2 separate regions of the Mus musculus genome follow, and region 2 is linked to region 1. The links are chromatin contacts, called in public Hi-C maps. All regions are on one chromosome and are shown on one strand. The core of a region is the stretch at or near the end of the contact, and the rest is flanking DNA. Distances in the headings are between cores, read along the strand shown.

Region 1 (4,823 bases), core at 396-2,895:
TTTGTAAGCACATTAAATGTGAATGGTATCTTCTTACCCAGATTACAAAGTGCGAGCGACCTGAGGCTCATTGTTTAAAGTGTTATTTAAAAGAGCAGCAGTAGCAACAACAGACTTTGTTTTTCTCATATGTTATTTCTATTTGTACATTTTTATTGAAAATATAATCACCTCATTCCCCTCCCCCTTCTTTCTCCCTCCAGCTTCCCCATGTTTCCTCCCTCCAGCCCCTTCCATGCCCCACTCTCAAACTGATAGCCTCTTTGTTATTTTTATTATTACTACAAATGTACACAAATATATGTATGTAACCCACTGAGCATATTCCTTGTCATTTGCGTATATATGGGGCGGGCCACTCTGTCCTGGATCACCAAGGCTCATCCGTGGGATAGGCACCTTGAACTCTAGAATAGTGAAGCAAAGGCTTTGCATATCGTTTACAGAGAGACGAAGCATATCACATTTGAAGTCTATGAAAGAGGCAATATGCAAAGGAAAGCTGAACTGGTGAGATATGTGAGAGAACCTCAGGTCCATTAGTTATCCAGGAGAACAAACTGATACAGCGGGGAGAGAACCATCTGAGGAATGACTAATATTAGAAAGATGTACAACAGTCAGAGTTATGGAGAATGTGGGGTGATGGTAACACTTGCCAACTGCAGGAAGAACTGTCAAGTGGGAAGTCTATTTTGGAAAATAATAATATTAAGATTATATACTCTGTGATCCCCTGATTTATTTTCTGGATAAACAATGACAGGAAATTTTTTTTGGTGTGTGCTGTAAGTGGATACACAAAAAAGATTAATTTTGGCAATGTTCAGGATCCTGAGTTGTGGGAGGCCGTACAGGTGTCTACATGTGGGAAGCTGGGTGAGGGCTCTGTGACAGATAAAAGGGCTGCAGTACTGTGTAGCATCTCAGATGCCGGAGATGTGCACAAGGTCATATCTGGCACATCTGAAGTCAGCCTGATGTGAGGAAACAGAATGTAATTTAGATAAGAATAACAATGTACATCCTATGTAACATGGCATGGAAGAATACATTTATAAAAACATAGTGACTATGTAGAGGAAATGCTTATGGGGAAGGGCAATGTAGTATACGGTTTGAAAAGATGGGAATGATGTACAAAATATAACACGATTCAGCCTAGCTGTAAAATACAATGCAGCACACCAGAATAAAAAGGACCTTGGTTGCTCTGTGACAGCCATGGGATAAGTAACAATATTAACTCTGAGCACACACATGTGTGTGTGTGTGTGTAATATGGTTATCAACTTAACTCTTTCTATGAAATAAGTTTCTATGTAAATATAAGAGTGTTAGTTAAGCATTACCAACGTAAGTTTGACATTTGTATTGTGACCCAATACATAGAACTCATTTTATGTAATATCTGCAGAGTTATTGCCTCTGTAGAGGCAGGGAGCCCTTGAAGGCCTTTAAACATATATTTTTCTCAGCTGAGACAAGATCAGACTCATCTGGAGAGCTCTACCCAAAGCAGAGCAGGAACGGACTCTCTTGGGTTGAATCTCTTGTTTGCGTTGCTGGGTGAGTTGGTTGCAGCTAGCCAACTTAGGGTCACTGAGCTAAACCAAACCAGCTCTCAGAAGACAGCAGAGGTCAATTAGCTCCCAGAGTCTTTGGTCTGGAAATCCCTAATTAAGTCCCCACATGAAAGATGTTAGCAGTGTGCAGCACAATTAATAGTAATTAAGAGGACATGTCCCTGCCCTTCAGACACCAGGCAATTAAAATCAAGTCAGACACTTGACAGACTGATTTGGAACAATACATTCAGACCCCTTCTTTAGCTGATTCTGAACAGCGAGTGGTGTTCTATCTCTTCAGCTAACATGGCTCCTACCTCTGGAGGCTGTTCTTGGTCTTTGTGTGGTGACCAGGGCCTTTTCTCTGAAACCTTCTCATACGCCTTAATTGACGATGCCTCAAGTAGTCATCTTTTAGCTGAAAACAAAGCCTGTTCTTTCTGGCTGTTCTAACATATCCACCCCGATCCCACTCCCACCTCCCCAGAGCATCCATGAGCCCATGATCTTATCCAGCTGTGTTATGGAGCTTTAGAACAATAACATAACCCAGAGCTCAGCTGAACCCCAAGGATATCTTTTAACCTTCAGCTCTTAACAATTCTGCAGAGGATTCAAGGTTTGTTGATCAGCTTCAGGCTGACCAGAGCCTGTGGGACACACAGGCTCTCACTTAGAACAGCCAGGACACAGCCCTCCAAGAGAGGAGCAGCCCTCCGGGCTCAGTAAACTTTAGAACCCTGCTCCTGTTTATATCTAAGTGTATGCTTCCAGTTCCCCAAAGGGCAACTGTCTTGGAAAAGAACGTGTGTGTGTGTGTGCACGCGTGCGCGTGTGTGTGTGCGCCCACTCCTTCTGCTAACCCCAAAGAACACTTAAGAAAGAGCCCAGAAGAATTGTAACTATGCAGGAACAGGCTGTTCTTCAGCTTCTCAGGCTTCTAGAAAGCATAAAGCTGGAATGGAAAGTCAGCTTCTGTTGACCTTTTCCCAACGTGGCACTAGCTGTGTCCCGCAGTCTGGAAACAGCTTATCTGCCACACAAGTGCCAAAGCTCCTTATGGCTGGCTTTCAGGTTAACATCTGTCTTCTATCCTTGCTGAGGAAGGAACCTTATGGATGTATCATAACCTAAAAGCTCAGAGTAGCAGTGCCTTGACTTGTGCAGCACCTTCTCATTCTACGTAAGGCAACAGACCTCAAACTCTAGCTGCTTCTGTGAAAATGCAGAATTCTATCACCCCATTTAGCTAGTTGGCTTGAAAGAGTCTGGGGTACAGCCCAAATACTATTTTACAATTGGAACTCCACAACAACAAAACTAAAATACTTAATTAATAAAGATTTTTTAAAAATTGGGGGGATAGAGTACTTGCTCTATAGCCCAGGCTAGACTCAAACTTGTGATACTACTATCTCTGGAGTTCTGGGATTCAGGACCCGCTCTAACAGACTTGCCATGATTAAAGTTCTTATTTACAGGAAGAATCAACCAAGTTCTACACCAATACTTTTTAAAGGTGTGAGATGTCCTTTTGTGAGTTTAGTATCTTATCTTCATTGGAGACATTTACCTCTTGAAGCATCTGATAAGATTGTATACTGAATAATTAATATTTTCAGTAAAAGAAAAGTACATTCATAAATCTTGGTATTCAATTCTGCAAATACATTTTTAATGTCCGATATAAATCACTAACAGTTAAAAATGTCTAGATGGAGGAACAAGGATTAAGAGTGTGTGCGTGGAAAAGGGATACATTTTCAACGTGGAGCACCTAACTACAAAACAGTCAAAACCTGAACCCAGTTTGTTCCTTAGGAAAACAGAAGCCTGGCTGTACCTGGTAGGTGCAGTTCTTCTAATTCTATCACGGAACGGCTGCTGCTGTAATGGTCTCTGATCAGCTTCTGAAGGTCCTCAGGGGTCCCTGGTTTGGGCTCTGATTTTGCAAGAATATCAGAAATTTTCTTCTAAAACAAGAGAAGGGGGTGGGGGAGAGAAAGCAGAACACAGACTTTATAATGGCCTATGGTAGAGGTTCATTTTTCTGGCATTTAAATGGCATATAGCATTTAGTGATAGCTGAGAAAGAACTTGAGTTTTAAACAATCCCTCATGGGAAGCCTCATGACATAGTGAGTGCTTGAAAAATGAAGAGATGCTCTAGCGGGCTCCCTGTAATGTCTGGTTTGCATCTTTTAGACGTGAAAATTTTCCACTCAGCACAAAATGTTTTCTGTTAAAAGTCTTAGAAGTCTTGTTCTATGGAAACTTCTTTTTAACTCCTATACGATCTGTACACTCTTGAAAGAATGGGATTTGGAGAACTTCCGGTGCACCCTGTTTAGATGGCGAGCCCCAGGCTGGACTTCTGCAGATTAAGCTGAGCATGGGTGCCAACTGCAAAGTGGACATGACCACTGACTCTTCTGGTCTCGGAGACAAGCCGAAGGCCTCACAGAGACACAAGAAAACAGATGTCACATCTCTTTTGATATGGACTTCTTTGTATAGAACTTATTACATGCATGCAATACAGGGAAGCAGGATTATCCATGTTTATCATAAACTTCCTTATTTCCTTTTAATGTTTCTCCAAAGACCCAGAAAGAGACATTCCTCTCCACCCCTCTGCCCCAATGTTCTCATTTCTACAGCACTGTCAGAACTACTCAAGGTTCCATCAAAGGTGCTGACCTACCAGTGGCACCTTGGTTAGCACCCTAAGTTAACATGGCCTTAGCCAAGCTAAACTAGCTAGACCTCTGACCTCAAACCTCCAGAACCTAAGGGTGCCTAAGGTCCAGAAAGAGTGAGCAGTCAAGGTGAAGTGAAGGACTTCTCTAAAGGCCTGCCAGACCTCAGCCAATCTGGCACGTCCCACCTTCCTATTTGGCCATTTGTGAGAGAAGAAACCAGAGTGGCCTGCTCCTTTCTGAACGCCTGCTGTTGGACAGCTAATTGGCTGAGACCCTCCATTTCTCTCATCCCAAGCACTTCCTCCTGTGACCTCAGCAGCACACCCTGCTCGGCAGGAGGCAAACCACACTGCTGTGGTAGAAGGGAAAAGCTAACCAGAAAGTCTGTCCAGGAGCAAGAGGCTTCTCTGTGAGCAGAGACATCATTTAGGAGCAAGAGAGAGCGTCTGCCTTTAACTTATGGCCTGGACCAGAGTTAGAAATACACTAAGGTACCTTTGTGTGCTTGTTTTCTTCTCATTATTACTTGAGTGGAAGGTTTAAAAGACCAAAT
Region 2 (5,329 bases), core at 2,523-5,022, 110 kb after region 1:
AGGGATGCTTTTTTAGATTTCTGCTGAGTTGCCTTTACAGTGAAGATAACTTTAAATGTGTGTTTGCTATTTTAGTCTATTTTTAATAATTGAAAAAATAACTACCAGCTTCAAAGTTGCAGGGAGGGCACTAAATTAGTTGACTCTTCCCACACTTGCCAAACTGCTAAAAGTTTAACACTCTTGCATTATATTTTCTTTCAACATACACACATTGCTTTTTAAAAATCCATCTGAGCAAGTTGCAGAGATTATGCGCCTTTGTCCCCAAATAGCCAAAGTTTGTTTTCTAACAACATGGAGGATCACTTACTGATGTGTTGTTCCCAGAAGCCCATGGAGATAGTGCTGAGATGAGATGGAAGCACTGGGATTTGGTCAGGCTCTTAAGAGTGGGTCAACCCTCCAAGAATTCAATTAGTTCCCATCTGAGTGGGATGCTGTAGTAAGGAGGCCTGCTTCCTCTTTCCTTTCAATACTACAGTTTCTGTCTGTCTTCTATCTCTCACACAGCGTGAGGTCCTGGCTTGGCCTCAGACTTACGGCCTCTAGAACTGTGAGCTAAATGGACTTCTTTCCTTTATGAATGGCTCGGCCTCATGCATTTTCTTATAGCAGTAAAAACTGGATCGATACCGTGCTTCAAAGTATTTATGATACACTTCTGATATGCCTTTGGTTTACAACTGTTTGATACTCTTTAGTACTAAATTATGCATTTTAGTGAGACCTCTTTCTCAGTTCATAACATCAACATGCACATGACTCAGTTTGTCCTGATGCCAGTGCAACAATCACTTTGTTTAAGGGGTCACTGGCAGGTTCTTTATTCCCAAACCATTTCCCAGGAAACTTCCTAACATCCTGGCATGGAAAGTGTCCCAAGCTCATGTGCTTTTTCGTCATTATCCATGGAGTCAGCTATCTCTGCAACAAGCCCTAGACCCCTGTATAGGGAGTGACACTGAGGAACTGTACAGGCTTTTGAGGCTGTACAGGATCATGTTTTTAAGGTAGCAGGCTCCTCTTAACAGACAGACCTAGGAAATGTCTCCTGTTTTAACATGCTGTCACAAAATCAGATTCAAGGACTATTCTACAAAAAAATTTAAGTTAGGTTTGTGGTGTGTGCAGGCATAAAATTACGCAAGTCTTAGGTTTTGGTTCTGTGTTACTACAGACATGTTACTGCATTGACTGCTAAATGTAATTAATTACTGCAGACAGCTCTGACGAGATCCCAGAGAACAGGAACATATCCCACATCTGTCTCCTTATTCATTCGCAGAGCCTAACAAACTTCAAATTTCACAACAGACAACCCATAGGAATTCCGAGTCTGAGACCTGCGTCCAAAGAATCCAGTGTGGGATAAAGAAGGCCTGACATTATAAAGGTGGCCGTGACACGGTGATAGACAGACAGAGCTGGATGCATTAGTCATGTTTCATCATGGTGACAACACAGGAACTGCTGAAATTAGGAAAACCAGATACACATACTCTAACGGGAAGGGTTACTAACATTAGGATGACACAGGAGCAGAGGTGTGACTTCATCAGCACCTCAAAGGGTTTTTGCAGAAGAGCAAAGGACCCATTAGGAATCTCCTGGGGTTTCCAGTATGCTATTTTAGAAGCCCCCATAGCATCTAAAACCAATAGGTCATTCTCACAATGGTCTTCAGATAACCGCAGCAGAGAGCGCTCCAGCACACACCACTACAAAAGCTGTGCTGTTAAACCCTTTCCCCCTAAGAGGCCACTGTAACCATTTTTGCAGCAGGATGCTGTGTGTGTCGACTGCTCTTGAAATAGCTACTGCATCTTTTGTCATGAACAACCTCTCCAGGTGATTGATGAACATTTTATTCATTCCATTTGGACCATATGTTGGATGAATGCTTCAGGCACGCTCTTTACAAACATATATATCTCTACACCCCGCCTTTTCTGATGCTGAAAATTATCTTGCTCCCTGTTTGAACACCTGGGCAGAGCCCAGGGCCTTAGGGATGTGAGGCTCCATGGGTAGCCTGCAAGAAGCCATTACCTGTCAATTTGGAAGATTGAAAGGAAGCAAGGGACACCCACAGCCTTCTGGGGTTCATTGTTTTAATGCTTTTGGTCTAAGGAACTTGAAAATATCTGCAGATTTTATTATAAGCGAGACTGGTCTGATCACCTTAGAAAACATAAATAAATATGGATCTGAGATATCAGTCAACCTATACAAATATACTAATGAGATATCAGTCAACCTATACAAATAAAGTCCAATATCAACCTTTGGACCCTCTGGGGAGCACCCACCAGTTCTTGGATGACTCCATGAAGATGGTTTTGCTTTATAAACCAAGCCATTGCCTTATATTAAATGACCAGCAGTGAAAATGTCCCACCAGAAAAGCATAAACCTGCAGTCCTGAACCCCCTGCTCTGGGAGAAATCCTGTTAAGTAAATGCACTTGTGTGCATGCATTGCTCGAATGAAAGCCTTGTAAGAGCTGCACCCCTGTCCCTGTTGTGAAAGCCAACACTGACATTCTTTATCATCAGCAATACCTTTAAAAAGCCTAATTTGAATTATGAGTGTTTCTGTACCAAAAATCTGAGTTTGATGCCTTACCTAAATAGTAGACATTTTCTGTCAAATTAAAAGAATATATATATATATATATATATGTGTGTGTGTGTGTGTCTGCTCAGTTTTCCTGATAAGGAAATGTGCGTAACTGAGCAGAAGAGGTAGGTCAGTCCAGACGGGAGCTGAGGCCATGCATAACCCGTCTATTATTCAGAATCTTGGGGGTTATTCACCTCATGGTGGCCTCTGGCCCAAAGTCAACTCAGAGGGTGCACTGCTTGTTTAAATCAGTGGGAAGATGTAGTGGATTCTTTCCATGACATCCGAGCACAGTAAGAATGCCACCATCAAGCAGGCTGCACGCTGTAAAGAAAGAAGGAGCCGATGATCCCCTACATCTGCCCTGCGAACACATTCTCTCCACACAGAAAGCCGTGCGTTAGCCCATCCCCGTCTCCTGCCTGCAGCGTTCTCACTCCCCCTCCACTTCCCCTGAGTTGTTATTGGATATATTTTTGGGATTATCTAGAAAAATCAGTGCTCTGATTCCTATCAGGAAATTATCTCTGCATGGGGGCCATGTCCACAAATTCCAATAACGGCTCATTAATGTAAGTGGGCAGCTAATGGCAACGGCGCTTCTCCATGTTCACGCTGTGAGTCAGGTTGTGCTTTCAAAGAAACATGGATGAACTAACATGCTTTACATATGAAATAGCTGGCAAAAAACCCTGGACTTTGGTACCATTCAGTCATACGCAAAACAGCCATTTTCCTCCATACTGCCACATCTCATTTGGAAGAAAATATAATTATTTCTTGAGAGAGGCACATCTTATAAAGTAATTCATGAAATAACAGCATTAGGGGAGCAGGAATGGGGCTGAGTTGCCTCTTTGTCATACGGCAGCTCTGTGCCTGACTTTAACTCTGGCCTCTCAGAGGCAGTTTATGAAATGTACCAAGCTCTCCAGTTCTCTGCAATCTAACCAGCTCCCATCTTCACACCTGCTTTCTGGGTTACTGGGGAAGAGTGGAGTGCAGAGAAGTTATTGGGCAGTAAGTGTCCAGAGTCAGAGTTAAGAATCCAAGACTTGCAGACAGCGTTGGCTGCAGGGTTTTACAATGTTGCAAGCATTAGTCACCAGCTTCAAGAAGATAACAGCAGACTCTAAGAACTGATTTTCAAAGGGGATCTGGAACTGAGGGTTTCAGTGGACGCTTTCCAGGCTAGCAGTTGCCAAGCCTGTGGGTTTTTCATTGGCTGCCATTTGATAGGGGAAAAAAATGGGAGGGCGAATTCTTTGAGGGCAAGTTCAGACAGTGAATAGTTCAAGGCTGCAGGCTGCTATGAAACTGGGAGCAGCGAATGGACACACAAACCACAAATGTTAAAGGCACAATTGGTTTGATTTTCTCCAAAGTTTTAACAGCTGAAACCATTCTACTACTATCTAACCATGATACTGAATAAAATTCATGTCTATAAAACAATGCTGTCCAGTAACATAACCGAGGCTAGCTTTTCCAATTACCCTTTTGTGGGAAGAGGGACTAGGACACAGGGAGACAGCTGTCTCACGCACGGCCAGCAATGCTTCAGTGGAAGGGGTGAATTTTCAGGTAGGTGGATGTGGATTTGTATGTGAGCCTAATCTCCTGTGGTTGTGTGACAGGACCTCAGGTTTATTTTATTTTTGTAAGGTTTTACTTATTTTGTGTACATGATACTCACTCTGCATGTACACTACATGTCAGTAGAGGACATTAGATATCATTATAGATGGCTGGGAGCCACCATGTGGTTGCTGGGAATTGAACTCAGGACCTCTGGAAGAGCAGCCAGCTCTGTTAATGGTTAATCCATCTCTCCAGGCCCTTAGTTTTATTTTCTATAGGAGAGTCAGACTTACCTAGCAAGATCATTGCAGAGGGTGGGAAAATAAGATAATGAATGTTATGTAGTAGCGGATGGTAAATACTAAACAACAACAACAACAACAACTACTACTACTACAACCACCCCTCCTAAACTGTCATTAGTGCCACACCCACACCCACTAAAGTTCCTGTTACAAGTAGCTACCCTCCTCTACCATCTATGTAATTATATGTAAAGTTAACAAACAGAACAAGAAAAACTGCATCTAGCTGCCTGTAAATAATCAATACTATTTTTAGTAATCTTCTTTATGTTTTTGAATTTACAGGTTATTTATAACAAAGTTTATTGCGATAGACTTTATATCAAAAAATAGGAATGTTTTGGGGTGTTCTATCAGTATGGTAGGAGACATTTTCTGTAGAAGCTCTACAATAGCTTCAAGATGATTTTACTAAAGGGGGAATCTGGCTAGCAGGCTCCTCCTCGCCTCCACCAGCCTTCCTGATGATCCCCTGATAATGCATACCATCAGCTGCCATTCCTAGTAAAACCCGCTGCTGGCTCTGCAGACCGTCTGGCAAGCTGTAAGTCATATGTCCTCTTCTCCCTTCTGCTTTTCTTCTCTAAGGGCAGATAAAACCTGCTTTTCATAAATCTTAAGAGAGTAAATCAAAGCAACCAGCCTGGAATTCGACAGAGCACTAACCGACATTACTTAAAATAGAACCAGGGAGCAGGGCACCGTCTTCTCCTGGCATCTGCGGACCCACCAGGACTTTCCCCACCACACTCAAGGCACCTGTGCTTCAGTTACCATGGATGCCACCCCTCCCCCGTCCCCATGAGTCAACATCTTCA

Evidence for each region. A called contact is a pair of places that touch in the nucleus more often than the background predicts.
Region 2: a Hi-C map of the N1E-115 cell line shows a contact between it and region 1, with 2.3 times the contacts expected there. The contact joins two enhancer-like sites. A contact is called at or near these places in 6 of 484 Hi-C or Micro-C datasets (the N1E-115 cell line, cerebellar granule neurons, embryonic fibroblasts and 2 more) and 2 of 115 datasets of contacts at active chromatin or transcription factors (embryonic fibroblasts and heart atrium).

Annotation. Positions count from the first base shown.
Region 1 is chr16:57,312,751-57,317,573 of GRCm38.p6, forward strand. It overlaps Cmss1 (cms small ribosomal subunit 1), which reads right to left. Exons shown (of 10, transcript NM_025599.3): 4 at 3,412-3,541. Among named protein-coding and RNA genes, the nearest start is that of 4921517D16Rik, 16 kb to the right of the region's middle. Within about 2 kb of position 1,646, at least 7 of the 459 cell types and tissues checked have an H3K27ac peak or open chromatin away from gene starts, as enhancers often do. A contact at or near this core is called in the N1E-115 cell line, where this site is marked.
Region 2 is chr16:57,423,924-57,429,252 of GRCm38.p6, forward strand. All of the region lies in intron 1 of Cmss1 (cms small ribosomal subunit 1), which reads right to left. The region is part of intron 1 of Filip1l (filamin A interacting protein 1-like); the gene reads left to right. It also overlaps the pseudogene Gm20956. Among named protein-coding and RNA genes, the nearest start is that of Filip1l, 73 kb to the left of the region's middle. Within about 2 kb of position 3,773, at least 60 of the 459 cell types and tissues checked have an H3K27ac peak or open chromatin away from gene starts, as enhancers often do. A contact at or near this core is called in the N1E-115 cell line, where this site is marked.